2 separate regions of the Mus musculus genome follow, and region 1 is linked to region 2. Evidence: chromatin contacts called from public Hi-C data. All regions are on one chromosome and are shown on one strand. The core of a region is the stretch at or near the end of the contact, and the rest is flanking DNA. Distances in the headings are between cores, read along the strand shown. Region 1 overlaps Rab11fip3 (RAB11 family interacting protein 3 (class II)). Region 2 holds the start of Rhot2 (ras homolog family member T2).

Region 1 (5,486 bases), core at 383-2,882, 170 kb before region 2:
ATTTTGAAGATTATGGTGAGGGCAATGAGGCAGAACTATCCCCGGAGACCCTCTGCGATGGGGACGGCGAGGACCCTGCTTTTCTCACCCCCAGGTGACACCTTGCACTGTCATGATCTACTCCCTCTCTACACCTAGTGCTGGGGAAGCCCCTCTGTTGGGCCTTGCTGGTCAGGAGGCTTGCTTTGTCTGTGTAGCTAAAACCACACAGACAAGTTCTGAGCCTGTCTCAGAGTGAAGTCTAGCTGAGATCCTCTTGTCTGTCACTGATTACTCTATGGCCTGTGGCTGGTTTTGAGGGACACTATAGAATCATAAGCCAGCGGGCTGGTGAGATGGCTCAGTGGGTAAGAGCACCCGACTGCTCTTCCAAAGGTCCAGAGTTCAAATCCCAGCAACCACATGGTGGCTCACAACCATCCGTAACGAGATCTGACTCCCTCTTCTGGAATGTCTGAAGACAGCTACAATGTACTTACATATAATAAATAAATTTAAAAAAAAAAAAAAAAAAAGAATCATAAGCCAGGCCATATGTGCTAATATTGGCCAAGTTTTCTGAAAAGTTCTCAGCTATGATATCGAGTAGGCATGATGAAGATGCTCACTCTCTTTAAGTTGTGCCTCAGGACATTGACTTGTGTGCTCACTAGACCCTGCCTGGCTTGTCTGAAGGCCCAGGTAGTCCCTCCTGAGCTTTCCATCTAAGGAAACCACTGCCTCTCAGTGGGGCCTGGACCTGTCTGGACAGCTCTTCCATATTGCCAACATCTCCTGTTTGCTTTCATGTTCCTGAATTTTGTGATGCTTTTGTGTCTACTTCAGCTCGGTTACCATGACAGCACAGACATGTGGAACCAGTGCTAGGAGGGCTACCTGTAAGCTTCACCTGGGCCTCCTGCTCATATACCACCTCAAAGGTGCACTGGCTGTGAAGTGGGATCTCTGAGTGCGTCCTGGGCACTCAGTCCTCCTTCGAGGAGTCCTAGGGACTTTGAGTTGAAGTAGTGGACTTATTCCAGAATTTGGCATTTGTGCATCCATGTGGCAGTCTCTCCTGTTTGTGAAGTTTGCCCCATCTCCTGCCTGGTGTTTTTAATCTAAATTGTAATTTCCACACTACATTTTATATATTCCTTTCTTTCGGAAGTTCTTCAATTGAACTTCCAGATCAGCTTCCCATGGCCTGTGGGTCCTACCCTAGGGATGAGGTTGCCCAGAACAGATGCATCATGATAGTGCACTAAGAGCTTGTTGAATTGGAATCATGGGAGTTGAGCCCCAGCATCCCCACAAGGTTGACAGAATCCCAAGTTAGCACGGATCTCAAAAGCACAAGTCTGCCAATGCACCTTTCGTTTGTTTGTTTGAGACAGTAATATCATCTCAAAATGACAGAAACCCAGCAAATAAACTCCCCTGGAGGCACACTTTGATGTCACATTCAGGTGACTTCCACAGGGGATAAGGATACATTGCCCACTATTAAGTGGGGTTCTGTGTTATAGCTCTCACTGGCCAGCAGGGGGCATGTGTCTAGCTGGTGGGTGTCCAGGCTCCCCAGGGTGGTGTAAGGCGGGGCTCATGGTAGTTGCAAGAGCACAGCCAGCACCTCGGACAGTTCATTCCCTTCCCCTGCGTCTGACTTGTGCAGTTAACACCTCCTCCCTGTGCCTGGCAAAGATAACCTAAGCGGGCCTCCTCTCTCTCTCCTGACTGACCCTCTGTCTTTCTAGCTCCAACCCTCTTGCCTCAAAGCTGTGCGACGTCCTCACTGACGAGGCCTTTGAGTTTTACTGTAGCCAGTGCCATAAACAGATCAACCGCCTTGAGGATCTGTCTGCCCGCCTGACTGATCTTGAGATGAATAGGTAACGAGGACCTGGTGTTACCTGTGCTGCCGGAGACTCCCGCTGCAGTGCTGCCCTCTGCTGGGTGCTGTCCGCGGTGCTCCTGCTCTGGTCACCTCTTCTAGCCAGGCACTCTGACATTGGGACTCTCCTGCGGCCCAGCTGTCCCTGCATGCCTTGATCTCGCTAGCTGCCTATGTCCTGTCTCCTTTATGGAGGTGGCTACCTTGTTGGCTGCTGTCCTTGTTGGAGAAAACAATCTAACACGTGAAAGAGGATACTCCAGCACTTTATAAAAATGAGGCACAGGAACCAGAGTAGGGAATTTAAAGATGGGTTTTTGAAATCAAATTTGTTGCTGGGAGGTGGTAGCACACACTTTTAATCCAGCAGAGACAGGCAGATCTCTGAGTTTGAGGCCAGACTGGTCTGTAGAGCGAGCTCCAGGACAGCCAGGGCTACACAGAGAAATCCTGTCTTGAAAAAGTAGGACAAGCCAGGCACGGTGGCGCACACCTTTAATCCCAGCACTCTGGAGGCAGAGGCAGGCGGATTTCTGAGTTCAAGGCCAGCCTGATCTACAGAGTGAGTTCCAGGAGAGTCAGGGTTATACAGAGAAACCCTGCCTCAAAAAAAAAAAAAAAAAAGAAAAAAAGAAAAAGAAAAATCAGGACAAAATTCATGAATAGTTTGTTTCCTGGAATGTTAGTCGTGCTCACCTGTGCTCTGGGGGCCTCGAGTTTGTAGGCAGGGTTGAATTCAGAGGACTTAGCATTACCACTTTACACCTCACGCCTGCTGCTCCTCTGCCTGTGCATCTCTTATCTCTGCCCTTTGTCCCACTGTCTCTGTGACCAGGCCCAACAGAACCAGCATTGCAGCTAAGTTTCCTTGCTGGCTATTTGCAACTTCACATACTCATAGGAAACATCTTTGGGTTCTTTGTTCACCTCAACATTCGCCAGATGCCATTGGCTTGGTGTGAAGAGGGACACGCCCCTGGCTGGGGGACTTTTAGGAGAAGGGTCTGGAGAAGATTAGGCGGTATGTGACGCTACCAATAGCATCTCCTGCTAGGCTTAGGTGGCGAGTGGCCACACAGGCTCCTGTCGGGCAGCACTGTTACTGCAGGAAGGCAGAGCATCTCGGGAGTGGAACACACTTGGAGGTCTGTGAGCGGCTGCCCCTTGCCTGCCCCGCCATTGCAGGACTGGATCTACACCTCCGTCCTGTTCCAGACCCTGTGCCATAACCCGTCGTGGTACCTGTGACTTAGCTTTTTCCCTGTGTTCTGTGCAGCATCACAAAGCTGGAGGCCTTTAACCAATATCCAGTGAAGTAGGATCTTGGCCAGTTGGGAAGGATCAGAGGGAGCCTGCTGGGGTCCTGGCCACGAATCCAGTAGTATCCTTTGAGGGCATGTTTTGGCAAGACTTGAAAATAAAAATCCGGTCTCTGGTGATTCCAGAAACCCGTCCAGTTCCCAGTATAGGGCACACAGGCTTTCCCCTGCCATGCATTCAGTGCTAGGAAGGAGCCAGCTGTGTTCTTCCTGCTGGTGAGCCATCCTGCTATTGATGAGTGAGTGGCTTTGAGTTACAGATATGTTGTAAAGGAAGATCCGTATGTTGCCTCAGTCACTGAAGACGTTTCCAGTGCTGAAAACCTGCCTGGAAGATGATGGTGATCATGCCAGTTAGGCCTCTTGGGGCAGTGTCAGACTAGTATGTGACTCAACATGACCAGTGGGACCTCTCCCGGGTAAAGGCTCTGCAGGTGTAGAGAGACTTTCCTGTTAGTTAGGACACAGATGATACTAGTACCTGAATACTAGCGAAAGAGCTGAGTCATGCCTCCTGGCCATCCTGGATTGCCTCGGGATAAACTTCATGACCTCACCATAGAACAGGGAGGGCCGCGAAGTGCTCTTGTAGCTACTGTGTTCTTTAGGTACCTGGGAGCATCAGTCAAAACAATCCATTTTATAGAAACCAAGCAGTCTGACTTACTCAGAGGTATATTTTGAAAATTGTAAACTGTTGCGGGATTTAGTGGTCCAGAGCCTGATAGTTACACAGAGCAATCTGCTCTAATTGTTCAAGGAGTGTCCGTGATTGTAAGACATCAGCACATTTGTACACTGCTAGTCAGGAGTCCAGTCAGGAGAGGGAGCCAAACAGTAGCTGCTCAGGAACTGCGCAGTGAGAGTGAATGCACAGGTGCCCACCCGTGCATTGTCAAGGATCCTGAGGAGCAGGAATAGCAAACAGCATCCAAGAGATCCAAATCCCACTACCACCCTTCCCTCAGCAGTCTACAGCCCTGTCGAAATGGCACAGCTCAGCCCTCTGTAGGCTACATGCTATCAGCATTGTCTCTCCAGTGCCCTCTAGTGGCACAATGTAGCATCACAAATGAAAATGGATCCCAGCAGTGTATGTCCCAGAGCCACCACAAAGGATGATTCTGAACCCAGCTGCAGTGATAAAGGGGTGGCTTGTGCAGCACGCACCGCTCCAGGTAGATTGCCTGCCTGGCCCTTGAAAGAAGAGGAAGCCGTGAGCTGAAACAGGTGGTTCTTGTGCCTGAACACACGGCCACAGCTTCAGAAGGGAGGCCATGCTCTGACTGGCTCAGAAGAGGCATGTTCAGCCTGTTCTTGCTGCCATAGGTGTTACTGCTCTGGGATGGTTTCAGGAAGGGGTTCTAAATCCCCGTCCTACAGATATTTGCAGTGTGAAGTTTCAGGACCCAGGTCAAAACGATTACACACTCTTCTGTCACAGGAGGGCCTGTGTGATAGCCAGTCAATTGAGATAATGGCTTCAGAAGTACTTGGGGACATGACAGTGGCCAATGGCTTAGAGCTAGGTGCAGTCAGCCGGTGGGTTTCAGCATTGGGCTTGGTTTCTTTTGAGGGCTCAGGCTGAGACTTGGTGAGGCCCTTTACAGAGGTGCTGTGCATGTCCTCTGCCTTGCCGAGTGGGTATTGTGTGCATGCGGCTTGCCGGGGGCAAGGGGCTGCATGCCTGGGCCCTGCTATCTCCCCAGCCCAAGCTTCCTGTTTCCTCCTGTCCTTCGGTCTGTTCCCTGACACTATTTTCCTGTTTGTTTGGTTTTTGCACAGCCCAGCCAAGCGGCTCTCCAGCAGGAAGGTGGCAAGGTAGGCAGAGCCTCGATCATTTGCTGAAAATCTTGTGAAATATACTTGTAATCATAGATTCTGAACAACATTTTAGAAAATACTCTCTTCCAGGTGTGGTTTGGGTTTTTTAAATCAAACTTTCAAGTGACATTTCATGGTTTGGGATAGAAAGCAATTGAGGGGAATGGTTGTGGAACAGATTTCTAGGGCTGGGGGTTTGGATCTGGACCTGGGGCTCATAGCAGCTTCTCCTGTTCCCTTGCCCTTACACACTCCCTGTAAGGGCTGGACTGGGCAGCAGTCTCCCTGTGTCTGCTGTTGGAGTCAGCCTCTTAGAACTGGCTCTGTGTGGCCTCCTGCCTAACTGTGATCTTGCCAGCCCAGTAGCTCACATGGAGAGGAGAGAGGGTAAGGAAAAGGTCTTGCTAGAGTCTTGGTTTTTGTTTTTTGGGGGAGGGTTTTTTTTTTTCTTTTGGTGTTTTGTGTGAGTT
Region 2 (4,999 bases), core at 923-3,422:
GTGGGAAAGGCCCAGATGGGCATCCCCTCAACTGTCCTGGGGTCCCACAGGTAAACGAGGTGGTCTTCAGCCCCGGTGAGTCTCACTGTGCCACCTGTGGTGAGGATGGGAGCGTGAGGGTGTGGTCTTTGGCCAGCATGGAGCTGGTGATCCAGTTTCAGGTGCTGAACCAGGTAGGTTGGGAGATCTGGTGGGGGGGGGGAGGGTGTCGGTCATGTGCTCGGCTCCCTCTGTCCTCTTCCTTCCTGGGGCCATGCTGATTTCTCCTCCATGCAACACTAGAGCTGTCTCTGCCTTGCGTGGACGCCCCCGTCCTGTGAACTCCCAGAGCAGCAGCAGGTGGTGGCCGGCTACAGCGATGGCACACTTCGAGTCTTCAGTATCTCTCGTACAGCAATGGAACTCAAGATGCACCCCCACCGGACCGCTCTGACAGCCATCGCCTTCTCCACCGACGGTGAGCAGACGCGGCCACAGAGTCACGTGCCCACCTCAGCTAGCCTGCACCACACTTCCAGGTTGTGGGTTGGGCTCACATAATGGCATCATAGTCTCCATCTGCCACAGGTCAGACCATCCTATCTGGAGATAAGGACGGACTTGTGGCTATAAGCCACCCCTGCACAGGAATGACCTTCCGTGTGCTCAGTGACCACCGGGGTGCTCCAATTTCTGCTATCCAGAGCACGAGCAAAGAAGTAAGGCAAGCTCAGGTGATGGTGGGGAGGGGTTTGGGGTGCTGTGGGCAGGCAGCAGATTCTCACATCCCTCATTTCTCCCAGTATGGAGACCTAGGGGTAGAGGGTGTAGAACTGTGGCTGGCTGCAAGTGGGGACCAACGTGTCAGCATCTGGGTCTCTGACTGGCTCCGGGACCGCTGTGAACTCCTGGAATGGTTGAGCTTTCCTGCACCTGCTGTCTCAGAGGTAAGAGTTCCACGGTCATGTGGGTGGGGATTGGAGTCTGCACAACCCAGCACAACATACTGCTTTCCACAGGCTCCAGGCCTCCTGCCCCCCTCTCTTGCTGCCTTCTGCCCTTGGGATAAGGCGATACTGGTGTGTGTGGGCCTGGGTGCACATGAGGAGGTCATCTTCTACAGCCTCCGTCAGAAGCAGGTTTGTGCGATCACTGCTCTGTAGGTGGACATCCAGGGCTGTGTCATAGGGTTAGAAGGCCATGGAGCCTGGGCTTTGTCCCTGGCAGGAGACCTCAGTGTCATATTGTTTTCCTACAGGTGATACAGAAGACACCTCTGCCCTTCTTTGCCATGTCTTTGAGCCTGTCCCCAGGATCTCAGCTCATGGTGGTTGGTTTTGCTGGTGAGTGCTGGTCGACACACATAGAGAGGGCAGCTTTGACAGTCCTCAGCCATAGCAGGTTTGGGGGCGTAGATGTCATGGCCCTGCTCCCCTCAGCAAGGTTCCCAGCAAGGTGTCAGTACTCAGAGCACCCTGTCATCTACCCACAGAGTGCATGATGAGGCTCCTAGACTGTGCGTCAGGGACTGCCCAGGACTTGGAAGGCCATGATGACTCGGTCCACCTGTGTAGGTTCACTCCATCTGGCAGACTGCTCTTCACAGCTGCTCACAACGAGATCCTGGTGTGGGAAGTCACCGATCCCTGAGCTATTGCTAGGAACATAGGCAGAAAAGCCAGACTGTGGATTGCTGTATGCCGAGCCAGGATGGCTGGGACAGGCTTCAGAACTGCATTGTTTGGAATTTGGGTGAAATCTGAAAAGATTCAAGGAGGCTGAGGGTGTGGCAGTGACTTAGAATCTGTGAAGTGTGGTTTTGACCCTCAGAACCACTCCCTCCTACACAAAACTTGGCATACTGGGTTGTTTTTCACATGAAGGTTGTTTTATTGTTTTTATTTTGTACAGTTTAAGGAAATAAACACTGGCATTTATTATAGCGATACATTGTTTTATTGTCCCATAAATTGTGTCTTTGCATCACTTCTGGCCTGAGCTCACCCTTTCCTCCCGAGGAGCCCGTTGAGTCTGAGTTGTTTGCACCACCTGCAGAGTCAGGAACACTCTACTGGCAGGCGGGCGCGGGCGCCTTGCCTTAGCCCAACCACTAGCTGGTGCTGTGTGGGCGGGACCGGAAGCTTGGGTGAGGGCGGTACTGAAGACAGGAAGTGCGGGGGCCTGAGCGGGTTGAAGGAGAGGGTTGGGGTTGGGATTGGGTCTACTTGGGCCGGGCCGGGCCGGGAGGGGTGGGTTTGGGGTGCTGCTGCGGGCAGCAGCCATGCGGCGCGATGTTCGCATCCTGCTGCTGGGCGAGGGTAGGTGCGCTGGGGCCGCGGGAAGACCGGTAGGGTCGCCGTGACCTCGGCGGTGCTCCTGACTACTGTTCCCTCTCCCCGCGCAGCCCAGGTGGGGAAGACGTCTCTGATCCTGTCGCTGGTCGGCGAGGAGTTTCCCGAGGAGGTGCGCGGGGCGGACTGGGCACTTAGGGCGGATGCCAGGCTCTGGGCAGCCGCTCCGCATTCAATACTGACCCACCTGTTGCAGGTCCCTGCCCGCGCGGAGGAGATAACCATCCCCGCCGACGTCACCCCGGAGAAGGTGCCCACTCATATCGTGGATTACTCAGGTATCTATCTCCAAATGCTGCCCCCCAGCCGGTGTGTATTGAGCCTGCAGCCGGTCTGAATCGAGCGCAACAGCCATTCTACATAGCATTCTTTTTCCTTTTAGAAGCGGAGCAGACAGAGGAAGAACTTCAGGAGGAGATCCACAAGGTGCGGTGCATCTTGCAGGCCCTTGGGTACTGAGCCCAATTCTTTGGTCCTAACTTGCTGCCATCTAGTCTTAATCGGCTTCCTTTCCTGGCGGCTGGATTAGGTGACTCTGCTTGACCCTGATAATTCAGCTGTGACCTTCACGGCTGAGTATTGTTGGCTTTTCCAGATCATAGCTTTCTGGGAATCAGGACCTGGCCAGTACTGCCATTAGTGATCCATCCCAGGGTCTGAGGGGAGCAGACACACACACACACACACACACACACACACACACACACCCTTCATTGCTTTTCCTTAACATACTTCGGTTCCCCAGTACTATTCCTCCCTAGGCTGTAGTGGATGCCATCTTAACTAGGCGTTCCCTGATGCCAGAGTTTACTATGTTCCTGAATGCAGTCCTTCAGCCTTCTTTGTGTCCTATAGGTGCAGGTCACTTGGTCACTTGGTCAGGGTGCAGTGTCTCCTTGCTTGCATCTGCAGCATCCTTGCTGCTTGTACTGAGATAGAAAGTGAGAGAGACCTGCCTTGGGACTGTAACCTGCGTGTGATAGGTCTGTCATAAGTCCAGGATGTGCTGTCTAGAGCCATGGTGCTAGGGTCTGGTGTCTCTTAGGGAGTGTTGGCAGGGAGAGGCCTGCTTGGCAAAGGTGGACTTTCCTGGCCTCAGAGCCCTACCCATCCTGCTGTGAGCACCCGGGACATGGCCAGGAGTGGCCTGTACTGTCCATAGTGAGCCGGCAGACTATGCTTACCCTGTGCCTTGCTTTCCTTTAGGCAAATGTAGTGTGTGTGGTGTACGATGTGTCTGAGGAGACCACCATTGAGAAGGTAAGCAAGAGGGGATCTCCTTGGCCATTTTGTTGTTGTTGTTGTTTTAAGACTCATTTGAGCCGGGCGTGGTGGCACACGCCTTTACTCCCAGCACTTGGGAGGCATATGCAGGCGGATTTCTGAGTTCGAGGACAGCCTGAGTTCCAGGACAGCCAGGGCTACACAGAGAAACCCTGTCTCAAAAAAAAAAAAATAAAACCAAAAAAAGAAAAAAAAAGCTCATTTGTTTATATGAATACATTTAGCTGTCTTCAGACACACCAGAAGAGGTCCTCAGATGGTTGTGAGCCACCATGTGGTTGCTGGGAATTGAACTCAGGACCTCTGGCAGAGCAGTCAGTGCTCTTAACCACTGAGCTATCTCTCTAGCCCTCCTTGTCCTAGTGCCTGGCTTAGTTGGCAGTTGGCCTGGACAGTACACAGTGGCTCTTGATGCTCAGCCCTTTCTCCTAGCCTCACGTCTGTTGAGCCTTTCAGGAACCCCCACAGCTCTGAGCTAGGAAGTGTTCTCCTCATATCCCAGCTTGCTTGGGGAGAATCGGACAAGTCCCTGTCTGTCGTCTGCAGTCTCCCACCAGCTTGCTCCTGCACTCTGAAAGCTTGTGTAGCCCCAGGAAGAAGAGCATGGGCTGGTGAGCATGCGCATGCGCTTGCTCTCGCCTCACACTTGGACTTGGTCTTTCAGATCCGAACCAAGTGGATCCCGCTTGTGAATGGCAGGACGGCGACAGGGCCCAGGTGACCAGCAGGGCCTCAGCTAGGGGGACTAGAGCCCACCTGCTCCCCATCCCTGGTGATCATGGCCTCTCTCCCAGGTTGCCCATCATCCTGGTGGGCAATAAGTCTGACCTGCGGCCGGGGAGTACCATGGAGGCTGTGCTGCCCATCATGAGCCAGTTTCCTGAGATAGAGACCTGCGTGGAGGTGAGCAGGGAGGGCTGTGGTAAGACCCTGAAGCAGCTCCCTAGATCTGTCATGGGTCCCTCCTGAGCCTGCCCTCACCCTTGTCCAGTGTTCAGCCAAGCACTTGAGGAATATCTCAGAGCTGTTCTACTATGCCCAGAAGGCTGTTCTGCATCCCACAGCCCCCCTTTATGACCCTGAGGCCAAACAGGTAAGTAGTGGATGAGGGCCACACACCTATTTCTCGAAGGCCCATCCATGTGGGCCTTGGATAAGGAGTACAAGTAAATACGCGTACCGACAGGGTGGCCAGGAAAAGGGCCACTTGGTGTTGTGTCCCTGCAGCTCAGGCCTGCATGCGCCCAGGCGCTCACACGCATCTTCAGGCTGTCGGACCAGGACCGAGACCACGGGCTGAGCGACGAGGAACTCAATGCCTTCCAGGTGTGGTCCTGCCCTGACACCCTAGCTGCCCTTGTGAGAGGGTCATCAGGATAGCTGAC

Evidence for each region. A called contact is a pair of places that touch in the nucleus more often than the background predicts.
Region 1: a contact with region 2 is called in a Hi-C map of B cells, with 11 read pairs. The contact joins the enhancer-like site here to the promoter of Rhot2 in region 2. A contact is called at or near these places in 2 of 39 promoter capture datasets (the C10 cell line and fetal liver), 1 of 484 Hi-C or Micro-C datasets (B cells), 6 of 115 datasets of contacts at active chromatin or transcription factors (bone marrow-derived macrophages, embryonic stem cells and pancreatic cancer cells) and 3 of 9 other capture datasets (adipose tissue, liver and pancreatic islet).

The regions. Positions count from the first base shown.
Region 1 is chr17:26,008,382-26,013,867 of GRCm38.p6, reverse strand. It overlaps Rab11fip3 (RAB11 family interacting protein 3 (class II)), which reads left to right. Exons shown (of 14, transcript NM_001162868.2): 5 at 1-94; 6 at 4,978-5,013. Among named protein-coding and RNA genes, the nearest start is that of Capn15, 25 kb to the right of the region's middle. Within about 2 kb of position 1,632, at least 106 of the 459 cell types and tissues checked have an H3K27ac peak or open chromatin away from gene starts, as enhancers often do. A contact at or near this core is called in B cells and pancreatic islet, where this site is marked.
Region 2 is chr17:25,841,698-25,846,696 of GRCm38.p6, reverse strand. It overlaps Rhot2 (ras homolog family member T2), which reads left to right and starts at 2,172. Exons shown (of 19, transcript NM_145999.3): 1 at 2,172-2,297; 2 at 2,384-2,442; 3 at 2,527-2,608; 4 at 2,713-2,756; 5 at 3,537-3,590; 6 at 4,279-4,331; 7 at 4,409-4,517; 8 at 4,606-4,707; 9 at 4,842-4,940. The coding sequence starts at 2,261. Wdr90 (WD repeat domain 90) reads left to right here. Exons shown (of 41, transcript NM_001163766.1): 35 at 51-173; 36 at 283-457; 37 at 568-698; 38 at 783-926; 39 at 999-1,118; 40 at 1,238-1,322; 41 at 1,472-1,963. The coding sequence ends at 1,629.